2 separate regions of the Gossypium raimondii genome follow, and region 1 is linked to region 2. Evidence: chromatin contacts called from public Hi-C data. All regions are on one chromosome and are shown on one strand. Each heading gives the region's core, a stretch centred on a gene start, on an enhancer-like site or on the middle of the called end of the contact. The rest is flanking DNA. Distances are from core to core; before and after follow the strand shown. Region 1 holds the start of LOC105780323 (protein OCTOPUS). Region 2 holds the start of LOC105780118 (transcription factor DIVARICATA).

The links. A called contact is a pair of places that touch in the nucleus more often than the background predicts.
Region 1: a Hi-C map of leaf shows a contact between it and region 2, with 2.1 times the contacts expected there. The contact joins the promoter of LOC105780323 here to the promoter of LOC105780118 in region 2. A contact is called at or near these places in 2 of 2 Hi-C or Micro-C datasets (both in leaf).

Annotation. Positions count from the first base shown.
Region 1 is chr4:10,167,031-10,170,685 of ASM2569854v1, forward strand. It overlaps LOC105780323 (protein OCTOPUS), which reads right to left and starts at 1,645. Exons shown (of 1, transcript XM_012604582.2): 1 at 1-1,645. The coding sequence starts at 1,470.
Region 2 is chr4:9,931,943-9,935,393 of ASM2569854v1, forward strand. LOC105780118 (transcription factor DIVARICATA) reads right to left here and starts at 2,112. Exons shown (of 2, transcript XM_012604250.2): 1 at 1,137-2,112; 2 at 1-879. The coding sequence starts at 1,561. The coding sequence ends at 378.

The sequences.
Region 1 (3,655 bases), core at 395-2,894, 230 kb after region 2:
AGAATAATCATCCCTCAAAGAATTTGAATCCCTGGAATCCCTATCAGGCATGACAGGTTTAGGTCCATGGGTGTAATCAACAGCTGCAGGGGAAACCTTTGTACTAGAAGCCGACCTCATTTCTTCCATTTCAGCCACTATAGCTGCAGCAGTCTTCCTACTAGAACTGGACCTGTCAAGGCTTTTTCTTCTCCTAGAATCAGAATAATAATCCCTTGTTTGAGCTGACCCTCCAGGAAGCGATTCATCCTCCTCAGTAACATAATTCATAGCCGTCGGGTCCTCCACAGGGATCTGAGTATCAGACCTCATAACATGATGAACTGGAGCATCTTCCGCAACGGAAACCATTGTGGGCATTCTTGGGAACATTCTCCCCATCAGATATCCATCGCAGGAAGCTCTTGGTTCATCAAAAGAATATCTGGGATCATCACATGACATTCTTGCTGCATCAAAAGACATCCTTGGTGCATCAAATGACATCCTCCCAGCATCAAGGGAAAACCTTGGGTCTGTATCACAAGACCTTCTCCCGAACCCATAATCCGCAATTTCTGACTGGGTTTCTCTGTATTGTCTCCCTATGGGCTTCTCCACTGGCAATCTCGCTGACCCACATCCATTTCCCCTCTTTTTAAGTTTTTGTTTTTGCCTCCATTTTTGTAATTTCTTGCTGAAGACTGAAGCAGCCGACCAGAAACTCCCAGCAATCTCTTTGAGATCTCGTCCAGAAGCGTTCTTTGTTTGCGAATCAAGATCTATATGATCCTTCATGGGCTTCAGCTCCTCTTCTTGGCACAGTTCCTTTTCGTATTCTTCCACAATTTCTTCAACTTTCTCTTCTATCAAATTCGTAGCAGGAGCAGCCACATTGGGCGGTTGTTCTTCTACGATCACTATGTCGTCATTGTGATCGGTTTCAGTCTCAGTTTGGTCTTCTTCTTTACTTTCAAAAACAGGACCTTGACCAACAGTCGAAGAAGCCAAATTTCGAGCTTCAGCTTCAGCAACTTCAGAAGACCTCCCGTTTGCAGTTGCTTCTTGATGAAAGAGTGACCAAAGGGTGTTTCGAGCCCTAACGTCACAAGATTTTCTCTGGGGCTCAAAAACACCAGAGAAACCCTCGTTTTTCGAGGCCGAAAAGGACTTTGTTCGCCGGAGCTCGGGAAAAAACCCGGATTGTGTACCACCTCCTCCGGAAGGCTTGAAAATGGCTTTAAGTGCAGCGGTGGCGGTTGAAGTACTGGCGGCGATGGGAGGTTTCCGAGAAGAAGAAGAAGCAGAAGAAGAAGAAGGCTCGAGAACAGCGAGACGTTCGTAGAGGCATGAGGGGCAAAAGCCAGTAAAATGTTCTTGAGGATGGCGGTCACAGGAGGTAGAAGGACGGTGAGGCTGAGACGGTTGTGGCGGCGGTGCTAACCCAGGAAGTGGTGGCTCCACGTTGGGATTCATAACCGGTAGTGGCATGAGAGGAGCGCTCTTCTCATATTAGTAGCTTCAGTCAGAGAAAATTAATAAAATATAAAAATAAAAAATAAAATGTAAGAGAAATTAGTTTTTGTTTAATTTGGTTTCCCCCTTTCCCTCTGGGATTGGGCCTTAGCTCCAACAGACAGTGAGAAGAAAGAAAGAGAAAACAGAATGATGGTAGTAACGGGAAAAAAAATAGAAAATAAAGATAAATAGTAAAAAGAAAAAGACATAAATAAATAAAAGAAAATCTCGGCGACTGACCCATGACTCATATACTTTAATTAGGGGTTTTCACTTAAATATTGTAAAATAATTAATTAAAAGGGATAAAGAAAATTTTAGTCCCTAAATTTTACTATTCTTACAACTTGGTCCTTAAACTATTTTTGGTCCACATTGTCCCAGAACTTGGTAACTTTTTTCAATTTGATCCCTAAACTTGGATTTTGTTGAGATATGACGACATGACACTCTTAGATTGTACAATGTCATCACTTAAAAATTTAAAATATATATAATTAAAAAATAAAAAAATCCAAGTAGCGACGTGAAATAATCTCAAAGTGTCACGTTGACATGCCTTAATTGAATCCAACTTTAGGGACCAAATTGGGAAAGTTGCCAAGTTAAAAACTAATGTGGACCAAAATTAATCCATGGATTAAGGTGAGAAAAGTTGCTAAGTTTAATGACTAAATGTTGCCTTATCCCTAATTAAAACTTAAAATAGGTTTCTTCAAAAGTTAATTCTCAAAATGTGTTTTTAGGGTTCGAGCTTTGTAATATGTAATGTGCCATCAAGTTTTTTACATCCCATTAGAATCAAGACAATCACTATGAACTGATTAAAAGTACCTCAAACACTGATAAATATGAAGTTCACTGTAAATTATTTAAGTTTTAAACTATAATAATATAATGTAATTTTGTAAGGATGTGGATATCATTTGAATAGGACTTGACATCCGTAGGTGTCAAGGTCTTCAACTCGTTAATAGTAATTTATATATGTAAATAGTAATTTATATCCGAGTATCTGAAAAGAGAAATGAAACTTTGAATACACTTCACCACCTCTTTAAAAAAAACTTCTAAATGAACCTAACCTTAAAACCTATAAATATTCCATCCAACTCGTTAGTTGTTTTTAGAAAACCCAAAATATTCCTCTTATACATTTTATACTATGATACATACTTAAGATTTTCTAAATAGATGTTTTCAATCATACCATGATATGTCACTCAAAATTTTACAACAATGGAGGATTCTCTAATGGTTCATTGTCATAGTAATATGGGAGTAAATCCACTTGACAGTAGAATCATTCGTCACTTAAGAGCCATTGATTTCAATCATGATAGCCTTGGGAAAGTTATGTCCATTTCGACATTCATCTCCCTCTGATTGACTAATAGAGACCAGAGACTCATACATTTTATCTCCTATACAAGAAGTAACAATAACACTAGAAGATGTGACATTACTAACCATAAGTCTGATTTCTTTAGACTTCGAGTTAAGGTCACATGGTGAAATAGATTATTTAAGCATCTCCCAATGAATCCAACACTTGAAGATATTGAACATCATGCTAGAACTTACATTCTTCACTTAATTAGAGGTGTGCTGATGTCAGAATAATCTGAAAACTTAGTTCATACCATGTATCTCCCATTATTATATAATTTTAAAATGGCGAATACGTACAGTTGAGGGTCTGTTGTTTTGACATGCCTATATATAAGGCATTATGTAAAGCATGTAAAATAGGGAACAATGAAGAAAATGACTCTTTTATGATTTTATAATCATGTTAGATGTCGAATATCATGGATTGCGCTTCTATGCCTTTCAAAATCTTAGTTTCTCTCTTGTTAGAACATAAAATTCGTGACATATGTTATAAATTAATTATATTCTAAATGATTAAGTACTATCATTTCATATTTTAGTAGGTGTCCGACTATCGTGACCATACACCTTACTAGAAGAACAATATTGTAGCAATACGATTATCTATTGATATTGAATCAAACATTTTAGTAATATATGTGTTATAATGATATTTATTTACTATAATCAATATTACCTCATAATTGAATTTAAATGCATCACTTTTATTAGTTTTACAATTTGTGTAGATATCATACTAGGTGGAAGAGATTACTATCATACT
Region 2 (3,451 bases), core at 862-3,361:
TTTCAGGCTCATATCAAATTTTAAGCCTCTATAGTACAGTCTGTCATTTTGCAGAGGACTCGGATCCACATGGTGGTATCTATAGAACACACACAATCAATCTAAGAATAACAGGTTACAACAGATGATGCAGACACACGACAAGACTAGAATTAACAAGAGCCCAAGCTTCATGTAAATAAGCTTTTATCTTTTTGGTTCAATGATTCAGAATTTGAATGATAAATCACAAAACCACCTAACTGATCTCTCTTTATAGTGGAAACTATGGACTAAAATGCATCTCCAAGATATACACATCACTAGTAGGCTTCATCTTCATCTCTTTTAACTAATAATAATACCTTGAGAAAAGTCTTCCCACATTTTCACTCAGTTTATTGATGTTGTTGCATTGACTGCATCTGGAAAAGAGTGTTGTAAGATCCGAATTGAGATCTGGGAAGAGTTTCTCCAAGCAAATTTTGTTCCTCCAGCTTGGGTCCGTATGATGAAATCCCACAGAAGGGGGACACGAAAGCATTGCAATTACTCGTCCGGTTGAAAACCATAGCTGCTCCATTTTGTTGCTTCCATTCAAAGTCGATCTCTTTAGTTGTGGCTAGTTTAGCTTGCTGCTGTGCCTGTATGACTGCAGAAGAATCACTTGAAGACGAATGCTTGCAGTGATCCGGTGACGAAGAGGGAGTATCAGGAACGTTAACCGTTGTGATATCATGGATACTGGACCTCCTCTTGTCTTTCCCCCCGGTGACCTGCCTGATGAAGTATTTCTGAGCATGACTTGCCACTTGAGTCGGTGTTCGGGTAGTCACGAAATTGCGTGAAATATTTCTCCAATCCCCTTTACCGTACTTTTTAAGACCCATTAAGAATTGCCTGTCATTAATCATCAAGTCAAACATCATAAGCCGCTAGGAATAATGCTGAAAACCATTGAACGGTACAGAATTTGCACAACCAAGAAAAGCGACATGCACCAACAAAATATACACAGTGTTTACCAACCAACCACATTGTCAACATTCATAACAATTGCAAGATTCAAACAGGAAACTCCATTGATACCTGATATCCTAAGGACTGATCATAATTGTCAAATATATAAAGAACCAAAAAAAAGGGCTAGCAGTTACCTGTGTTCTTCTTCAGTCCATGGCACCCCTTTCTTCCTTTCTTGATCAGAAGAACGAGACCCAGTCCCTCTTTTACCAGGAGTGTAATAGTGTCTAAATCCATCACAGCCTTGACTATCATTACCCCACTCCAATGTAAAAGAATCACGGCTATATCCAGGGATTGGAATCAGGCCAGCCTCTATATCACTCACATCTTCTTCCAATTCTCTGTATTGCTTGATGACATCCCCAACTGTTTTTCCAGGAATCATAGATGCCACCTTAATCCATCGATCAGGGGTATCTTTATCATATAAAGCCAAAGCATTTTCAAAGCACTTGTTCTCTTCAGGCGTCCATTTAGTACCTTCACTCTCTTGAAACAACCAATTGGAAGTGTGTAAATAAGAGGCTGGAGAGAGAATTTCAAGTCCCCTATTCATTTGTTACTGGTTATGTAAACTGCCAAAGATGATTTGCCCGTACGCAAAAAAAGAAAGAAGAAAACTATGCTTTTCTCCCTCTTTGAATGAAATTGTTCAAAGAGAGAGAAAAACCAAATTAGAAAAATGCAGAGAAGTATGACTGTTTTAAATTAGCAACGAAATATCAAATCATAAAAACATTAAAATGGATTCGGTACCCTTTTTCACACAAGATTAAGTTGAGGAATCTCAAAAAAGTGAACTTTCCAAAACCCAAGGAAAATTCGAGAGCTGGTAGAAAAAGAAAAAGAAAAAGAAAAAGCAGATCTTTGCAAATATAAATGAAAAACCCTAGACATACATAGTAGATCCAAAATTGCATACTACAATTACAACAAGAAAATTGATATAGAGATTAAAATTTAAAAACCCAGATCATAGATTTAAACACAAACTGGAAAAAAAAAAAAGGGCAGTAAATCGATAAAGAAAGCAAAAACACTAAAACAAAACAAAGAAGGTTCTAAAGAATTGGAGAGCTAAAAGTTGGGGGAAATCTTTAGCAGTTAATATTTTGTTATGAAGGTAAAGCAAAAGCAAGGAGAGGAAAGAGAAAGTGCATGATAGAAATGAATTATAAGCACTCTTTTGAGTAGACCTGTTCATGGGCCGGGCGGCCCGGCCCGGCCCGACGATCTGCCCGAAATATGAGAGGGTTCGGGTAAAAATATAGACCCGAAATATGAGTTTGGGCAAAAAAACGAGACCCGTTTAAAAAATGGGCCGGGCTCGGGCTCAACTTTTTTGGCCCGGGCCCGGCCGAATATAATAAATATATATTTTTTATTTTTATTTTTTAATTTTAAAATACTTTAAAATTTTTTTTATTTTTTTATTTTTAAAATATTCTTTTTTGTATTTATTAAAAACTGGGCCGGGCTCGGGTTTATTATTTTTTCCCGGGCCGGACCTAGGTAAAATTTCAGGCCCATATTTTGGGTCGGACAGGGCCGAGCCCGGGCCTAAGAGTCGGGTCAAAATTTTTTCCGGGCCCGGCCCAAACCCGGCCCGGCCCATGGACAGGTCTACTTTTGAGTTATATTTTGTACTGCTTACAAAACTATGAAACAGAGAATGATGAGGCTGAAAGTGAAGGCAGAGAGAAACAGAGGGGTCAAAGCTGCTAACTCGTGATTGGTGTTGAAGAAAACGGAGATTGTGGGCGCTACTGTGGCCAAAGCAACGCTATTTTTCTCTAAAATATTATGAGGGAAGGGTGATGGCCAATCAGAAGAGAGATATCGACGGACATTTGGCTTGTTGGTGAATGAAATTGGATGTTTGGTTTTCTGGTCTTTTTATTTGGAGAAGATCAATATTGGCACGTGAGATGTTTGTCTTTCATGTCATCCAAATTTTTAATGGGAGGTGAAATGTGCTTTTTCATTACAAAATTAGTAGAGAAATTTGATTTTTGAAGTTAAAAGTATTATAAATATTATTTTTTGAGAAATTATTAATTGATAGTAGAATTTTAGATTTTAATAAGATATTGATAAGTATTTTATAGGAGTATAATAAAATATTAAAAAAGATACATGTCAATATTTTAAGGTTATTTGTGGAATAAAATAAAATACATTGTAAATATACAAAATACTCACTTTTATTTTTACCAAACACAAAAGTTGAGATTAATGTATATAAGAATCATCAAATAACTTTATTCATATTAACTATTTAAAATATATATAAGAATTAGATTAATGTATATTTAGTTAAAAGGATTTCTTTATTCTCCCAATTTTGAAATTGAGCAAATTGATCGCTCTCAAAAAAATTAAAGCAATTTAATCCTCGTCAATTTTGAAAGTAAGCAACTAAGAATAATTAATAATAACGTTAATG